2 separate regions of the Pan troglodytes genome follow, and region 2 is linked to region 1. A link is a contact called in public Hi-C data. All regions are on one chromosome and are shown on one strand. The core of a region is the stretch at or near the end of the contact, and the rest is flanking DNA. Distances in the headings are between cores, read along the strand shown.

The links. A called contact is a pair of places that touch in the nucleus more often than the background predicts.
Region 2: a contact with region 1 is called in a Hi-C map of induced pluripotent stem cells, with 1.9 times the contacts expected there. The contact joins two enhancer-like sites. A contact is called at or near these places in 2 of 7 Hi-C or Micro-C datasets (induced pluripotent stem cells and stem cell-derived neural progenitor cells).

The regions. Positions count from the first base shown.
Region 1 is chr2:196,966,397-196,969,096 of NHGRI_mPanTro3-v2.0_pri, reverse strand. No RefSeq gene overlaps it. Among named protein-coding and RNA genes, the nearest start is that of ATP13A4, 200 kb to the right of the region's middle. Within about 2 kb of position 1,291, at least 6 of the 24 cell types and tissues checked have an H3K27ac peak or open chromatin away from gene starts, as enhancers often do. A contact at or near this core is called in induced pluripotent stem cells and stem cell-derived neural progenitor cells, where this site is marked.
Region 2 is chr2:197,451,360-197,454,059 of NHGRI_mPanTro3-v2.0_pri, reverse strand. No RefSeq gene overlaps it. Among named protein-coding and RNA genes, the nearest start is that of CPN2, 85 kb to the left of the region's middle. Within about 2 kb of position 1,354, at least 13 of the 24 cell types and tissues checked have an H3K27ac peak or open chromatin away from gene starts, as enhancers often do. A contact at or near this core is called in induced pluripotent stem cells and stem cell-derived neural progenitor cells, where this site is marked.

The sequences.
Region 1 (2,700 bases), core at 42-2,541:
TTAATTTTTTAACACTGTTTTACACTACTCTCATGGGATATTCAGGCCAAATGCAACCTCAAAGGGAGGAGTTGGGAGTGGTGGTGTGATGGTGTTGAAAACACTCTAGTCTGGGAAACAGAAGATGTGGGCTCTCTCCTAAGCTCTGCAACCAATTTGGTATGTAGACTTGTCAGAATGATGACCCTTTCCTTCCCCTTCTAGCCTCCTGTAAATCACAGTGGAACTAGGTGCTCCCTCAGGTTAGAGAACGTGTCCGGTTTTTCCATCTGCCTTTGCAATGCTTTGGCTGTTTCCCACTGACTTCTAACAAAAGGCCCTCTGGGTCTACTTAAACACTGGCCAACTAACAGAAGCACATTGTTGGCCAAAGCAAGGTTGACTGGTGACAACTGTGAAATGGGAGCTCTGAGAAAGAGAGGGCTCCATCAACTCATGAGCCAGGGTCTGCCCTTCCGTTTTGATGTTACAGTCACTGGAGATCATTGAACAGGTTAATCAAAGCCAGTGGTCCTGGGTTGGAGTTCCTTGCTCTGCCATTTTGTCTTTTGGTGCCTCAGGGCTCCCACAGATAAACTGAGGCAACACCTTTCAGCCAGGCTCCTGGACTGCATATTTGCTAAGCTGGCCACAAACACTGCTTGGCCTTCCTCGGAACCCAGTGGTGGGAAGCAGCCCTCTGCAGTGCAAGGAAGAAAACCAGGGATGTCCCCCACCCTCTGCCACCCACTGCCCAGTGCAAATACAGTGCCCATCCCTCAGCAGCAAGTAATTAAATGTTCCCGGGGTGGCCTGTAAATTCTTCACTTCTCTCTTTGGGAGGTAGAAAGGAAAGGAATTCCTACTGAATATTTCTCTATTTTTCTATCTGTGGGTGAATGTGGGTTGAGAGACTGTGTATGTGTAAGCATGGCCCCTCAACCCTGTGCCTTACACAACTAGGTATTTACACACCAGATGATCCCTGCAGGGAAAGGCAAGTCCCCAGCTGCTGTGGAATTTTAAGAGATCTTTCTGGAATGCCCTTATGGGATGTCTGGTTCTAATTGCCTCCATCAGCCAGAGCTGGCGAGCTGGCAGGAGCAATGAGAGGTGAAATTGAACAGATTCCAGTTCACATCAGACCCCCAGCCCTGCCAGAGTCCCCCCAGGGCCAGAAAAGAGAACAAACGTGGCCAAGACGGTGGGTGTGGTGTGGTGGAAAGAACACTCTGCTGGAAGTTGGAAGGCCCAGCCTGCGGCCCAGCCCTGCTGCTAACGCCCTGCCTCTCTTTGGATCCCTCACTTTCCTTCTCGGGCCTCCAGTTTCTCATCTGCTGAATGAATAGTGAGGACTGGCGGATCTCCAAGGCCCCTTTCTAGTCTAAGATTCAGTGACAGAAATGTCAAGCTCTCATTGCGGAGGGGAGACATTTTCTTCTGAACTTTAAAATCAGGTGCTCTGCATTTTAGATCTTTAAGAAGAATGGGGAAGGGGCGATTTCATTTCTACCCATTATAACCGACCCTTGTCCCAGCCCCAGCCCCATTCCTTCTTCTTGCTGGCTGGGGTGGCTGGAGGTCTGAGCGCTGACCCCGCCACAGAGGCAACAAGATCCCATAGTTCCTTAGTGCCCCCTATAGGCCCCAAAAGCAGTCACACTGAAACGGGAGTGTCCGTGAAGCCACCTTCTCCCCAGCAACACAGGGCTTCTTCTGCTGCAGAGCCTCAGAGTTTAGAGGCAGGTGACACAAATGGGCCCCTAATTTGTGATGAATTTCTTCTCTTTTGAGCCTGTTGTTGTTTTAAGGCTCAGACTAAAACCATTTAACCAATAGCCCCAGCAGGCTGGGATTTGAACACCTCACAGAGGGTCACCAAATAGCAAATACTTCTAGTCCTGCACTTGCCCCCCCCAGCCCCTGCCAGGCCCCTCGCCCCACTAACCCCTGCCACTGATGCTTGCACATCTCCAGTGACTGGGAGCTCTTTTCTCTCCAAGTCCATCTGGATCAGTTAGGAATTCTGTTTAGCTGGTAGTAAGAGTCCTAATCGGAGTGACTTTGCCAAATTGAGAGTTTATTTGCCCATCTAAAAGACATCTGTAGATAGGCTGCAGCCTACAAAATGATCAGTCATTACCAGAGCACGAGCCTCGCATCAGCCCTGTAACCTCATGGGCTACTGCAGAGTCCTCCGCAGAGGAATACGGGGAACGCCAAAGGCCAACACAGCGCTCTGCCCACCAAGTCGGGCCCCTTGAAGATCCACGTCATGACTTGTGCTTGCGTCTCGTTGGCCATCCTTGCTGCAAGCAGGGCTGGAAATGTAGCCCCATCACCACTCCAAATAAAACTGGAATCCGATACTAAGGAAGAAAGGGGGAATGGACACTGGTCAGCAAGGAACAGGCTCTGCCACACCGCCCGTGTGCCTTGAGAGAAGTACCGAATGGGGTGGCAGCTGTGTAGTTGCCTCTTCCGGATGCTAACCTCCCTCTGTCTGCAGAGCTTGTGCGCTGCCTCACCTGGGTGTGCTCACCTCATCCAAGAGAACTCCTTGCCTCCTCACGCAGGACCAGAGCCTTGCCAAGTTGGTTGGGAGAGATAGTATCTGCCAGATCACTCTCGACTGCAGATGATGCCAGGGAGTAAAACCTCCAACTTCCCCAGAGCCAGGCCTCTCTGGTACTTTCCTGAGAGAGAACCACCCCGGCTCAC
Region 2 (2,700 bases), core at 105-2,604, 480 kb before region 1:
AGCTACTCAGGAGGCTGAGGCAGGAGAATCATTTGAACTTGGGAGGGGGATGTTGCAGTGAGCCAAGATCACACCATCGCACTCCAGCCTGGGAGAAAAAGTGAGACTCCATCTCAAAAAAAAAAAAAAAAAAAAAATAGGGAGAAGTTCTCGTGGGAGTATCATGGCCTGCGTGTTCTCACAGCTGCCTGACACCACAAGACTGAGCAACTAGGAAGGGGCACAGCGGAGGTTACTGCCCCACGGCGCAGCTGAAGAAACAGGCTCAGGGGATGAAATGACTCACCATGGTCCCACGGGTGGATGGCAGCACTGCCCAGGAACTGGAACCCAATGCTGTTTTGAGGCCAAATCAGTGCTTTTCCCATGCCCTTGAGCGGCTCAGCCTCGTTGAGGGGGAAAGGATGAGACATGCTCAGGGTGCACCCACCAAACGATGCCTCTGTGTGTGCACAGGCTGGCACGGCTCAGAGCTCAGCCTGCATGCCCACTCCCCTTGATGCTGTACTGTTTAGTTTATGAAGCCACAGGCGAGGGAGAGAGAGCAGCGTGATGGCCCCTCCTGCTGCAGCTCTCTGGCCTGGATACCAGGGATGGGGTGTGCCCACCCAGCCTGGGCCTGGAGGGGGCTGAGCCAGGGCGGCGGGTGACTGCTCGGCCATACTCCTCAGTGCCCGGAAGCCTGAGGGCACGAGGACTGGCTGTCTTCCCAGAAAACACAGATCACTGTCTGCCTGTTCTGTCCTGGAGCTCAGGCCCAGCTCTGTCCCATGACAGGATCCAGGCGGCGGGTGGCGGGTGGCAGGCCCTCCCCTCTATCCCAGGGAAGAGAGCAGGCTCCAAGGCCTGGGAGAGCCTCCAGGCCAGGGTCTCCAAGCCAGGCCTCTGGGGCCTGTCCCCAGGACCTGGGGCTCCCTGGGGGCTGCTTGTGGCTGCATTCAGTGCAGGAGGCCAGCCTCTGGAGAGCTCAAAGGAAGGACTTTGTTTTCAGGGAAGAAGACAGGGCAAGGGTCACCTCCCCCTCCTTAATGAGTGACTGGCTCCAAAATGGCTTCTCTCCAATTGGTCTTTGCCAGGGCAGGGGTGACAGAGTCTGCTCTCAAGGGGGCAGCCTGAAGACCTCTGCAGGTTCTGTTGACAGGGCAGGAGCCGTGCCTCGCCACCCCCACCCAAGCATCTGAGCTGCCCCGGGCCTCTGCACAGCTTGACTCTGATGGAGGTAGCTCCAGGATGAGACTTGCTGAACCCCGGATCCGGCCACAAAGCGCAGAGCGCCTTTTCCTCCTGTAGAGCAGCGGGGTCAGGCCTGCGGTTGGAAGGGAAGGCTGATCCTGAGGTGGGTGGAGCTTGAAGAAGCAGGATGATCCGGCAGGAAAGGAGCGAGCCAGTCAACACGCTTTTAATCAGGCACCCTGGGGCACTAGGCTCTAGCTACCCAGGGCAAAGAAATGAAGCAGTCCTCTTGTCAAGGTGGTGTCAGGCTTGTGTGAGGGGGGGAGGCGGAAAGGGGTGGGCAATGGGTGAGAAGGTGGCCATTTCTTCCTCTATGCCAGTTTTCAAAGTGGTGCCCTGGGCACGGCACGGTGGCTCACACCTGTAATCCCAGCACTTTGGGAGGCCGAGGTGGGTGGATCATCTGATGTCAGGAGCTCGACACCACCCTGGCCAACATAGTGAAACCCCGCCTCACTAAAAATACCAAAAAAAAAAAAAAAAGAGCCGGCCGTGGTGGCGGGCGCCTGTAATCCCAGCTACTCGGGAGTCTGAGGCAGGAGAATCGCTTGAACCCCGGAGGTGGAGCTTGCAGTGAGCCGAGATGGCACCATTGCACTCCAGCCTGGGCCACAAGAGTGAAGCTCCATCTCAACAAAACAAAACAAAAAACAAAAACAAAGTGGTGCCCCGGAAGAAACCTACAAGAAGTCAAATGAAAGGCCCTGCTTCCAGTCCCAGCCCTGCCACAGCCTCACGGCCAGAGACGGACTCAGTGCTCTTATCTGTGAAATGGGTGTTAGAACCGTGTCTCCTGAAAAGCCACCAAGTGTCTGGGGGATCTGGATGTGGGAGGGCTTTTTCGGCTGTGGGGGGCTTCATGGTGAGATGGAGCTGAGATCCTCTAGCAGGCCTGGTGGAGGCGCTCTGTCCTGGTGCCGGGAAGAGCTTCCTTGCCCACTAGGAGGAGCAGTCGGCACTGCCAGGGATGGATTCTCCGCGTGGCTGGATGGGAGGGCAAAGTCGGCTCGTGCTCCCCCTCTTCCCGCCCTCCCCCATCCCAGCAAGACCTTCTTCGTCCCCCGGTGCTGGCGGAATTTCAGAGGGCCTGGCTGCCAGGAAGGGTGGGGCTGCCAGACACGGCCGAGCCGCAGGGTGACCCGGCCAGTCCCGGAAACTCTCCAAACCTTGGACCTCAGCCGCACATCCGGCAATGCTGAGGGGTGGTGGCAGGGCCCGCCGGGGGACTGAGGGCGTGCGGGATACCTCTAAGGTCAGGTCACTGGAGATTTCCAATATGAGAAAGGAAGGGCTGCGTTTTATCCTATGTGAGGATCAGAAGGCTTCTCAGGGTTGATGGAAGTAGGGGGGCGGCCTTCCCAAATGCTTTCCTACTCCCAGGTGCTACCATAGGACTGAACGTGTGTCCTAGACTCATTAATTCAACAAGAAACAGCCCAGACTTGTTGAAGAGTGTTCACTTTGTGC